Linked DNA regions of Mus musculus: all the other regions are linked to region 4. A link is a contact called in public Hi-C and promoter capture Hi-C data. All regions are on one chromosome and are shown on one strand. Each heading gives the region's core, a stretch centred on a gene start, on an enhancer-like site or on the middle of the called end of the contact. The rest is flanking DNA. Distances are from core to core; before and after follow the strand shown. Region 1 holds the start of Ist1 (increased sodium tolerance 1 homolog (yeast)). Region 2 holds the start of Atxn1l (ataxin 1-like). Region 3 holds the start of Dhodh (dihydroorotate dehydrogenase). Region 4 holds the start of Zfp612 (zinc finger protein 612).

Evidence for each region. Promoter capture Hi-C pulls out the DNA fragments that hold promoters and counts their contacts. Hi-C and Micro-C count contacts between places; a contact is called where the count stands out from the background.
Region 1: a promoter capture Hi-C map of liver shows a contact between it and region 4. The contact joins the promoter of Ist1 here to the promoter of Zfp612 in region 4. A contact is called at or near these places in 3 of 39 promoter capture datasets (embryonic stem cells and liver) and 1 of 484 Hi-C or Micro-C datasets (the C2C12 cell line).
Region 2: a promoter capture Hi-C map of liver shows a contact between it and region 4. The contact joins the promoter of Atxn1l here to the promoter of Zfp612 in region 4. A contact is called at or near these places in 3 of 39 promoter capture datasets (the 3T3-L1 cell line and liver).
Region 3: a Hi-C map of embryonic fibroblasts shows a contact between it and region 4, with 4 times the contacts expected there. The contact joins the promoter of Dhodh here to the promoter of Zfp612 in region 4. A contact is called at or near these places in 16 of 39 promoter capture datasets (the 3T3-L1 cell line, 3T3-L1-derived adipocytes, the HPC-7 cell line and 8 more) and 4 of 484 Hi-C or Micro-C datasets (B cells, adipose-derived mesenchymal stem cells, embryonic fibroblasts and 1 more).

What each region holds. Positions count from the first base shown.
Region 1 is chr8:109,692,019-109,694,894 of GRCm38.p6, forward strand. Ist1 (increased sodium tolerance 1 homolog (yeast)) reads right to left here and starts at 1,276. Exons shown (of 10, transcript NM_028018.2): 1 at 1,166-1,276.
Region 2 is chr8:109,736,480-109,739,221 of GRCm38.p6, forward strand. It overlaps Atxn1l (ataxin 1-like), which reads right to left and starts at 1,301. Exons shown (of 4, transcript NM_001080930.2): 1 at 1,152-1,301.
Region 3 is chr8:109,607,391-109,610,144 of GRCm38.p6, forward strand. Dhodh (dihydroorotate dehydrogenase) reads right to left here and starts at 1,283. Exons shown (of 9, transcript NM_020046.3): 1 at 962-1,283. The coding sequence starts at 982.
Region 4 is chr8:110,078,177-110,081,223 of GRCm38.p6, forward strand. Zfp612 (zinc finger protein 612) reads left to right here and starts at 1,558. Exons shown (of 5, transcript NM_175480.4): 1 at 1,558-1,828.

The DNA of each region.
Region 1 (2,876 bases), core at 26-2,525, 390 kb before region 4:
ACCAAGCACACTCATGATGCAGATATGCCTGGGACCCTAGATAAAGGGTCTAGGCAAAACACCATACACATAAAATAAATATTTAAAGAAAAAAAAAAGGAAACCTCGTTATCAGTAATTTAAGGGTTCCACATGAAATAATTTTCATAGACTACACTTCGTTTTGGGAAGTGTTGGCACTTTAAACCACAAAAGGTTACATATAATTGGGACCTGATCCCGATTAGAGCCTAAATTAAGTGGATCAGAGTCTACTTAAGGACTCTAGAGGCTCGGGTCTTGTTAGAAACCAGAGGCACAAGAAGAAAAAGAGAAAGGCTACGAAAGTAATCAGGGGAAGAAAGCATTGTTTTTATCAAGTGAAAATGTTAAGAAGCCGCGTGACTTAAACACAAGGATGCGGTGAAGTTCCCCCACGAAGGTCAAAAAACCTTGAAGGGTGTGAGATGTTAACAAATGTACCGACTAATATTTTACTAAGCTGGAAAAAGACATGCATATGGAAATGGAAAAGTCTGACTGAAACAATGAAACACAGGTTGATTGTTTGATGGAGGGATTATACTGTTTTGTTCTCGTAAGAACAAAAAAACAAAAACAAAAACAAAAACAAACAAAACCAGAACAAACACCAAGAAGGCACAACAAAAGAAATGACAGTCTCCTCCCGGGAGCCATTCAACAACAACAGACTGTACACAATAAGCCCCCGTAGCCTCCCCCTGACATCAGTCGGCCGCAGCCCTGGTCCGGTCCGCATCCTAGCTCAAGTTCAAGGTCCTGAGGGCCACGCCTGACCCCAGGACCCGGAAGAGGAGCGCTCCCTCGGGCTCTCCTGGTCTGACTCACCCCGCAGCAACCGCGGCGGTGGGGACAAGGCCTCCCTCAGGGTCCCGACCCGACCGCACTGCAGAGGGGTGTCTCCTCAGTGCCCGGCTCATGCCGGGGGCAACAGCGACGCCAGCACCTGTCTAGGCGGTCCCACCTCCTCCCACGGCCGGAGCCCGACCTCAGGCCTGACCCCGACTGCCAGGGCTTCCCCCGCTGACACGGCGCGGACGGCTTGTCCTCACGGTCCTACAGACTAACGCTGGGGTTCCGTAAAAGCGGGACGTAGATGGAAGAGGGAGACAAAGATGCTTAGGTCTAAGGAGGGCACGCTCACCTGGAGGGATCCGGACGTGAAAACGGAAGAAGCCGACTTCCGAGGAGCCGCTCGGCATCCAAAATGGCGACTCCCTCGACCTCCCCACCGCGGACTCGAGCGGAGGAATCCAAGGGGGCGGTGTTAGCCACGCCCTACCTAGCAGGGATTGGCTGCGCACACAACAAGGGGCGGAGCGAGGGACTATTTCCCACGGCGGAGGCGTGGGACCTGACTTGTGACACTTAACGTCACGCAGTGGGTTGAGTCATTTGCTAAGGGCGCGCCTTGCAATTTGCCCCGGGCGCGGCGGGGCGGGTGGAGGCTTCTCCTGGATTCTGTGCCCGGTACCCTTGTTCCAGATTCTTCCAGCCCCTGGAAAAACCGGCTGCAGACTGTCTCGCAAACGCCCGCGGATCCGAGCGGAGTCTGGCTTCCCCACTTAGCTCACCGGTCGGTCGGTCGGTCGGTCGGTCGGTCCTGGGACTCCGACCTCGGAGGGATGGTTGGGCGAGATTCAGCGCTGTGGAGCCGACTTTCCTCCACCGCCTCTCTTTCCACCGACACTGTCCGCCCCGCACCTTCACTAATGTACTCTGCACAGCCTCCACTCTCGCTCTTATTTTGTATCTGTATTCAGAGGCTTTTCTGGGCTTGAAAGCGAGAAAGAGCCTTCCTGTTCTCTGGCTCTTGGCCCTGCTATGAGGCCACAGCTATCAAGACCAAAACTGTGGCTTGTCTTGGGTCAGTGGTAAAACGAGGACTGCAGGTTACTTTGGGAGGATAATATGAATTGAAAATAACTGGCTTGTAACCATGTGCCGCTGTTCAAAGCTCCAGGATACTAGGACCTTAGAATTACACAATATTTGGTTCCCATAAAATGTTCAGATCGTTCCCCCAGCAAAATATTTGCATAGAAAAATTGTAGTTCTGCAATGAGATCATGACATTTGTGGCTAACACTTTCTACACACACAGTCCCAACAACAAAGTACAATGATAGAAAAATTTCCCCTGAAGCACAAATTAGTTTATTGGGCTCATTTACAGACCATAGGTGACAAGTCACTTAACAAGCAAGTGAGTAATCACTCTCCTTCAAATAAGCTTGCACTGGAAAGTATCCAGTAGAAATGAAGGCTTCCTGGCATGGATGGAGCCCACTTCCCTACTGCTCTCCAGCCCACACTCTAGCCCCTCCCCAGGCTACACGTAATTAGGGCGGAAGTACGTTCAACAGCTGGTATCGATTGCAGGCATACCCAGGTGAGGGTTCCAAGACCCTCTTGGCCCCTCCTTCAAATATGATGATCTTTGGGCACAGCTACATTCCTGAAGATGGCTGTTGTTTGGCTCCGATGATAGAAAAGTATCGCAGCACTTAAGGGGCAGGTTGTTCATATTTAAAGTGCCTAGGGACAACCCAACCGAAGGTGCGAATGTGTGTGGACATTGTTTAGATACAGTTTCAAACTAACCAATCCTTTTTTTTTTTCAGATGAATGTCATTAGATAATAAAGGCATACATATCAGATATTGTTATTTTGTATAAAATCTTTTCATGTAAGAAATGCCTATGTGTATAAAGGTAAAATGGCAGCCATAAAGCTTCAGTTTGTTTGTTTAATGGTGATGAGGACTGGAGTGTCCTTGCTAGCTTTATTATGTTTTCAGATACTGAAGTCAGGGCTGAAGAAATGGCTCAGTGGCTAAGAGTGAACACTGTTT
Region 2 (2,742 bases), core at 51-2,550, 340 kb before region 4:
TCAGAAGTCAGCCTGAGCTCCATAAGACCCTCTCAAAAGAAAACAACCAAAACCAAAACCGGGGCCAACGAAGTCCTAACAACTGGATTAGCAGTATTGACTAGTACCGAGGAACCTGTTCTGTCAAAGTCAGAATATTGCAAGCTCGATCCAACTGAAGGCAACGTTTACTTAAGATAGGCATGGTTCAAGGGTACACGAAAGATGGAAATGTGGAAAAACAGATTCCTAATGCCACAAATAAATCACCAAGTGGGTACAAGTCACGCACTCATTCTTCATCAAACGTTTAATTGAAAGCACTCAGCTTTCTTTCATTTTCTTAATCCCCCAAAATGATGCTTGCCCTCTGTAGCTAAAAAAAAAAAAAAAGCTAAGGAAAATCCGTCTATGGGTCACCGAGGAGTTAGCAAACACAAAATAATGAAAGGACGGAAAGAGGCAAAAAGAAAGCTCAGCCTGCCCACCAGGTTCCCACAAGGCAAAACACTTCAAAATCTGAAACCGGGTGTGGGTGTAGGGTGCAGCTTTGGAGAATTTCTCATGGGAAATGACACAACTTGTGGCCCTGAGCTAAGGGGCAACGGAACTATTCCAGAGACCTGCCAACCTAGCCGAGAAGGCAGCTCCTCTTCATGCAGGGAATGGAATCAAGAGACTGCACACCGAGGGGGACCCAAATTCACTGAGGGAGAGGTGCGCCCCACAAAAAGGGAGCAGCAAAAAGGGAGAGACACCAGGGATGATGGCTTTTGATGATCCTTGTTCCGACAGGGGTACAGGCCTGAACTGGGGGAGTCTACGTTTAGGGTTAGTCGGGGTAGGGGGTCGGACGTGGAGGTGAGGCCAGGCCCCGCTGGCGACGCTTCCTTGTTTGGGGCCCCTTCCCGCCCTGAGAACTCGGACATCCTGACCCGCGGGGACAACCCCGTCGGGGCATCAGGGCCTGAGGCCGCCTTCTGGGCCAGGCGGGAAAGCAGCATCTAGAGGGGCTAGGCACGGCCTCTTTCGCTCGCTCTGCCCGCTGTTTAGGGGGCCCGCGGCCGGGGTGAGGCAACGGGCTTCTAGGGGGGCCCTTCCACTAGAGCTCCGAACCCAGGCCTGCTTGGCCTCAGGCCATCCCAGCGGCCACCGCTCCAGGCGACACTCACCGGCCCATCTCACGGAGCTCCCAGGACTCCTCCCGCTCGTCCCGGAGCCGCCGCCACCGCGGCCGCCGCCATCCCCGGCCCCGGAGCCGCCCCACACCCAGCGGGCACCCCCCCAAGCCGGGCGCCCGGAGATGGCGTTGAGCGCATCCCGCCCCCCCCCCGACGCGGAGAGATGACGTCACCCTGGCCTGGGAGCGCCGCCTACTTACACAGGAGGAAACTGGCCGCCTGCCCATCGTACCCAGCGCCCCCCTTTGGTGGGAAAATGAACGCCTGTCCCACTGAATGGGTCCAGGGAGTAGGTGATGTTTCCTTAAAAAGCTCCCAGACCTGGATTCCCTGGAGAAGTTTTCACAAGCTGTCACTAGAAGTCCAGATAGTGGAGATCCCTGGGGCCTTGTTTATGATGCCCCAGAATTTACTGGAGTAGAAAGATGGAAGGGTCATTGTAGGGTCAGGGTGAGAGAGAGCTGGGCCCAGACCTTTTCAAGGGTCAAGAGCCTTGTAAAGTTAGAAATAGCCTGAGGCAGCCAAAAAAAAAAAAAAAAAAAAAAAAAAGTGTGCCTGTGCAGGACCTAGAAAAAGATGAAAAAGTACTGAAGACCTGGGAGTGGGTGAGCAATAAGGACGGGATTCTTACTACAGTGGAAAGCAGGTTGGCTTAGTGAATACAGGGCTTGGCTACTGGTTTGGAATATTGTCACCCATATAATGCCAGTTCATACTAAATACTTGAATGAAAGTTTGATTGGCTTAAGCAGACACAAAAATGAATGGCTGATTTAGGTTGCTGATTGGAGGGGGAGGATTTTTTTTTTCTTATTTGTTCATTTGTTTTTGAGACAGGGTCACAAGTAGCTCAGAGTGGTTTTGAACTCACTGTGTAGTTTAGGGTGAACTTGAACTCTTAACCGTCCTGCCTCTATCTCTCAAGTTGATGGTATCACTGGTGCATTCGTTTCTTTTCTGTTGCTGGGATAAGACACAATCAAGGCAACTGCCAGAAGGATTTGAGTTTGTGGTTCCATTTGAGAGGGTTAGGAGTCCATTGTGGTGGGAAAGCTTGGCAGGGAGCAGCAGCCATAGAGGCTGGAGCAGAGAGGAGGGGGTCACATCTAGAACTTAGAAGCACAAAGCAGAGAGACTGAACCTGGAATTGCCTGTGGCTCTGAGCCTCAAAGCCAGGTCCCTAGTGACATAGGGACTCTAACAAGGCCATACATACCTTAATAGTGCCACTAACTGGCCACCAAGAGTTAAACATCTAAGCCTATATCGAAGTTTCTCATTCAAACCACCACAGCAGGCAAGCCCCACATTTGGCCAATAGTTGGTCTTGTGTTCAGATTACATTTATACAGAAAAAGTGATTATGCGTGTTTTATATAAAAGAGAGAGAGAGAGAGAGAGAGAGAAAACAGAAGTGTTGGGAGCCGCGCCCACATTCGCCGTTACAAGATGGCGCTGACAGCTGTGTTCTAAGTGGTAAACAAATAATCTGCGCATGTGCCAAGGGTATCTTATGACTACTTGTGCTCTGCCTTCCCCGTGACGTCAACTCGGCCGATGGGCTGCAGCCAATCAGGGAGTG
Region 3 (2,754 bases), core at 33-2,532, 470 kb before region 4:
TCAGGAGAGTGTAACCCAAGAGACAAACTAATGGCCACATAAACATAGAGCCATGACAAGTGACATGAAGGGATAAATCATGGAAGGATCTTGAGGAAGCGAGTAAAAGCTGACTTTCAAAGGTTAGACACAAGCTAAAGAGGAGATAGCAGCTGGAGAAGAGATCTCTAGGTGGATGAGGCCAATGAGAGGGGCCAAGGCATGGGGGAGGGATAGACGGCTGCTTGGAACTAAAAGGAAAACACTGCTTTAAATGAAACAGGAGAAAAGAAGAGAGGCGTCAGCCAACATTTGGCTAACAGATTTGGTTTAAGTGCACGTGCTGCTCTGCCAGAGGAACTGAGTTCGGTTCCAGCTCCCATGTCAGGCGGCTCACAACTGGAGCTCTAGAGGATCCAAAACCCTCTGGTCTCAGAGGGTATCTGCACTCACGTGTGCACACACGCACGTGCGCGCGCGCCTACACTTTTTTTTTTTTTTTTAATGGGATTTGTCCACTAAACAAGGAAGTAGCAGATATGATCAGATTTGCCTGCAACACAAACCAAGTATTCATTCTCCCTCCTCGGGGAGTTTGCAGAAATTCCTCAAGTCAAGCACCAGTATCTGTGCCCTTTTTCCAGACCAGGGTCACAACTAAGAACTCTTCACATGGAACTTCCATTCTGACCACACTTGATCCAAAAGGGTGGCCTTATGTCTTATTTCATCCCTCCTTGGAGCGTAGGCGATCGTGTCCTCACAAAGGCCCGATACTTGGATCAATTTAAAAAAAAAAAAAATGCCCGCGTATCTCTCAGGTTCAGCCTAGCCTCTGCCCACATACGCTTGCTTTTTGCATGCCCTTAGCTGTGCACGTGCAGGTCACACTTCAAGGGTCCCAGCCTTTCAGTTTCCCAGCCTCATCCCCCTCCCTGCCGGTTATCCACACCACGAATGAGCTTCCCCGCGCAGGACTCACTCTCAGCTGTCTCCACGCCATGCTCCTTCTGCCATTAAGCCCGCCTCTGCCTGCATCCCATTGGAGAATGTGGGCTCGGCTCCACCTATCTCCCAAGCCCCACCAGCCGGCCCGCCCCTAGACGTTGATTGGACAGCCGAACGCGTGCGCTCTGCCCGGAGTCAGGCTCCGTGGCGGGACGTGCCTACTTTCTGTCTTGTCGCTGTCGCGCCTCCTAAGGGACGCTGCTCTGAAGTCGCGCACCCTTCCTTCGGTGCAACCGTGAGGAGGAGGCTTCCGGAAGTCTCGAGTGGGGAGCAGACGCTTCCGAAATCTGCAGACCAACCCCAGCGCCCGGTAGTGCGCACTACCCTAATGCTTCCCTGTCCCTGGGAAGGAAACAAAGGGCGATGCAGCCCGAAGGTTCCGCACGGTTGTCTTTATGCCGGTGCTGCGGTATGGCTTTCATAGCCCCCTTTCTGAAACAGAAATCCTAAGAATTCTGTTTTATCAGGGCAGTGGTGGCGCCGGCCTTTAATCCCAGCGCTTGGCAGGCAAAGGCAAGCATATCTCTGTGAGTTTGAGGCCAGCCTGGTCTACAGAATGAGTTCCAGGAGAGCCTAGGCTACAACATGGAGAAACCCTGTCTCTACAGGGAGAAGGAAAAAAAAAGTACACTCATGCAAACACACAAAAATTTACCCACTGGTTTTAAAAGTAAACTCTGAGGTGTTGATAAGTAAATATGGTTTTATTTTTAAGATAATCTTATGGTGTAGGCCAGGTTTTTCTAAAAACCAATCCTGCCTCAGCACTCAAGTGCCTCTGTGCCAAGCGTTTACAGAGGCCAGAGGAGGGCATTGAATCCTCTGGAACGGTAGTTACAGATGATTGGACCCACGTACTCTGGCCCTTAACCTTATGTTTGTATCCTATTGTCCCCCTTCCCACTGGTCCCCTTCCTTTTCTGGAATAATACTTCCCCACTTTAGGTCATAATTTGGGTCAGGTTACAGGAGGCTGGAGAGATAGCTCAGCTGTTAGCACTTGATGTTCTTGGCGAGGACCCAAGTTCCGTTTCCAGCACCCACATCAGGTAGCTCACAACTGCCTGTAACTCCAGGACCACATTTCTTCTGGGGCACTGTACTGGTTTTCCCATACCAACAGGTAGATGTGTGTGTGTGTACACATAAATTCTAAAAATAAGTCCTTTTAAGGTCTGTATCCTGCATACAAGAAAAAAAGCATATTTAGCAGTCTGAGATTGGCTTGCTTCATGTAACATGATCTCCAGTCCCATACATTTTCCTGTAAATTACCTCATTTTATTCTTTCTAATGGTTGAATGTTGTTCCATACCATATATGTATCATATATATCATTATCTTGATCTGTTTGTCTGTTACTGCTTCCATAAACTGGCTGTTGTGAATATTGCTCCAAAAAACATAGATATACAGGTACCTCGGTCATATGCCAGCTTGGATTATTTAGGGACTATACCTAGAAGTGACGTATCTAGGAGTTTGGGTTAGTGATTGAATGTTTGTTTGTTTGTTTTAAATTTGTTGTTCTGTGTGTGAGAGAGTTCAGACAGCAGCCTGCTATGGCAGACATGTGTAGGCCAGTAAATAACTCTGGGGGGGGGTGGGGGCGGGGGCATGGTACATGTATAAAGATCAGGGTACAACTCGCAGGAATCAGTCCTGTCTTTGCATCATGTGCTTTCTGGGGACAGAACTCAGGCTGTCAGGTGTGGCAGCAAGCACCTTTGACCACTGAGCTGTCTCACTGCTTGAGGATGGGTTTGT
Region 4 (3,047 bases), core at 308-2,807:
CACAAAGCCGACGATGTAAGACAGTCTTGGCTACAGAGGAAGACTTGCTAGTGTGTGACTAGTCATTTATGTAAGTGAAAACCTTGGCCAGAATCTAGGACTCAGACAACGCGTGTAGCAATTCCAGGAATCTGACTCCAGCATCATGAAGAGAAAAACCATTCTGTGTTTCACTCAGAACTCTGTCAAAAGAGCATTCACCGTTTTAGATCATGCTCTTGTGATTTTTGGAAACACCAGCGAAAGACAGGAGCTCTGTGGCTCTGACATCCGAATTCCATGTGGGACAATGGCAAATATGTATGCCATTAGACCAAAGTAGTGTTGTTACTATAAATCATTTTCATGTATCCTCTACTATGTATTACTTGTGGGTCTCTAGGCAGTGCCAATTTTCAGTTCCCGAACAGAAGTCATGTCTACAGAGACTGACTCATTGAACTATAGTGCTGTTGAGATATTGGAATGCTACAGGTGCCAAGGCTAGCTAATTATCTTATTTTGGGCCAGTGTTACCACTTTGAATAACCATTTCTTGCTTATTTTTCTGTAAGAACTAACATCCTGTAATATAGATTAAACACCTGTTGGGATCTTGTAACAGGCCATTGACTTCCACCAACACAAAAGCCAAGAAGGTTATCATATAGCATCCATCTGAAATATAGAAAGGCGACCCCTATCTTGCTGTACCGACCTCTCTGATGCACCCAACCAATATATCTTTTTTTTTTTTTTTCTTCTTTTTTCTTTTCGAGACAGGGTTTCTCTGTGCAGCCCTGGCTGTCCTGGAACTCACTCTGTAGACCAGGCTGGCCTCGAACTCAGAAATCTGCCTGCCTCTGCCTCCCAAGTGCTGGGATTAAAGGCGTGCGTCACCACCGCCCGGCCCAACCAATATATCTTAAACTTTGATTTAGGACTTTTTTGATCTGTAAAACTATAAAACTGCTTCCGCGTTGGAACGTGGAATTTGGGGCAACCTAAATCTGGGCTCCTGGGCTATGATCACTTAAATTTGGTTTGAGAATAAACTATCTCTTATCCCCTTTAAGGTAAGAGTTGTTTTCTTGTGTCAACAGCAGGTAGTTATGAATTTCATGGTAGGAAATCAGGTTGTTGTTGTTGTTATTATTATTATTTGTCCTGGTTTTTGAACCCAGAGTGCCCGAGAAGCAGTGTATCATTAAGCGCCATCTCCAGCCTCAGCTTCCAGAACAACTGCAATCAAGGCCCAGCAGCAGGCCTGCATGACATTACATAACATTTATTTTTAAAGTGGACCCTGGGTCCTCCAGCCTGTGACGCACTGGCACAGTCCACCTGCTGGCACCTCCAGCTTTACCAAGACATAAACTCGGGTGGCCTTTCTCGGGTGGGTCTATCCAGTACTCCAGGAGTAAGGGTCCTAAGACATCAGAACCCATGGCCCACGACAAAGAGCTTGAGTCCTAGGCGACAGAGAACCGCAGAGGCCAGGCGGGCACCCCAGAGAGGGAGGGGGCAGCACTCCTAGAGGGGCGGGGTCGGGCCGGTGACGCACTTCCGGCCGCGCGCGGACCGTGCTGCGCAGGTGAGTGCGGACCCATTGCGGTTCGCGGTGTGTCTTGGCGGACAGCACGCAGGGGCTCCCGCAGCCAGCCTCGCGGGCCACCAAGTCTCCGTGTCCACAGCGGTGACGCTTGAGTGGCGACCATTGTCAGACCCAGAAAACTCAGCAGGTGGCGGATCGGGGAAGCTGTGTCACTTCACAGAGGGGTAGCTGCGTGCGGGGGCGAAGCGGCTCGAGGTGACATCGCAGGTCTCTTGACCCGCCGCGGCCCTGCAGGTGTGTACTGCTTGTCCCGGGCTCCAGGCAGGGTGAAGGGCGCGGGGCCACCGCAGGGAAAGCAGGGCCACTTCTCAGCCGTTGGGGACAGAGCGAGCTTAAGGCCTGGTCTGCTGCATCGACGTCAGGCCCCACACATGCACACAAGATGACGACATGGCAAGAGTACACACAGACTAGTTTCAGAATTGCTGCTATTTCATACCCCGTAGAAGGCAGTGCGACATTTGGATGGATGCAGGTCTCTTACGGCTATAACCGTAGCCAAAACACTTATTTTTCCAAGGTGGGGAGCAGGGAGAGACAGAGACAGAGATAGACACAGAGAAAGAGTTTTAAGAGAAAGAAAAGTAACGGATGCTTACCTATGCGCAGCCAGATAAGAACGAATCTGGTCCTTATGCTGCATCCATCAGTGTATTCGTTCTTCATCTGACTCTCAGACTCTTCCCACCCTCAGATGTAACAACTATTTTGAATTTTGTGTTTACCACAGCCTATTTTTTTAAAAGTGTATACATATGCAACAGTTTAAGCTTTGTTGTTGTTGTTGTTTTTGAGTACTTGGTTAATTTCTAAGTAGTGTCTATGTCAGCTGGGTAAGGTCCAGCTATAAAAACAATACAGAAGCTGTATTTTCAGGGGATGGGTAGGTTGTTTTCAGGCTGGTTATGCATCACAAATAGTGCTGACGATGGATACTTTGTGCATGTCTCCTACACATGAGAATATCCATAGGAATACATTTTTCAAGCTTTTTTATTCACAGGCAATTTTCATACAAATGTAGAATGCATTTGATTCATTTCACACCCCCCCTTCCTGGGCACCCCCTTTGTAGACATTTTTAAGATTTGATGTGGATATAGAGTTTTCCAAACACATTTGGCATCGAGTGTTCCTGGTCAAGGGTTAATTCTGAGCCAGAGGAAAATTTACAGCCTGATAGTTTTTTAATTGCCAAATAAGTCATAATGAAAATGGCTGGGGAAACTCCTGCAATTTGAAGAGGTAGAAACATTTAAAAATCCTTTTGTAGTCTAGGTTTTTCAAGATGTAGAACGTAGGACAAAGGGTTTTGTTTTGTTTTGTTTGTGGGAATTTAGCTATGAGTAGAATATAGTCGCCTGGACAGAGTGAAGGACAAAGATAGCAAAATAGAAAAAAAATATAGACAAATTAAATATAACAGTTCAGTTGGGCAAAGAATGATTGACAC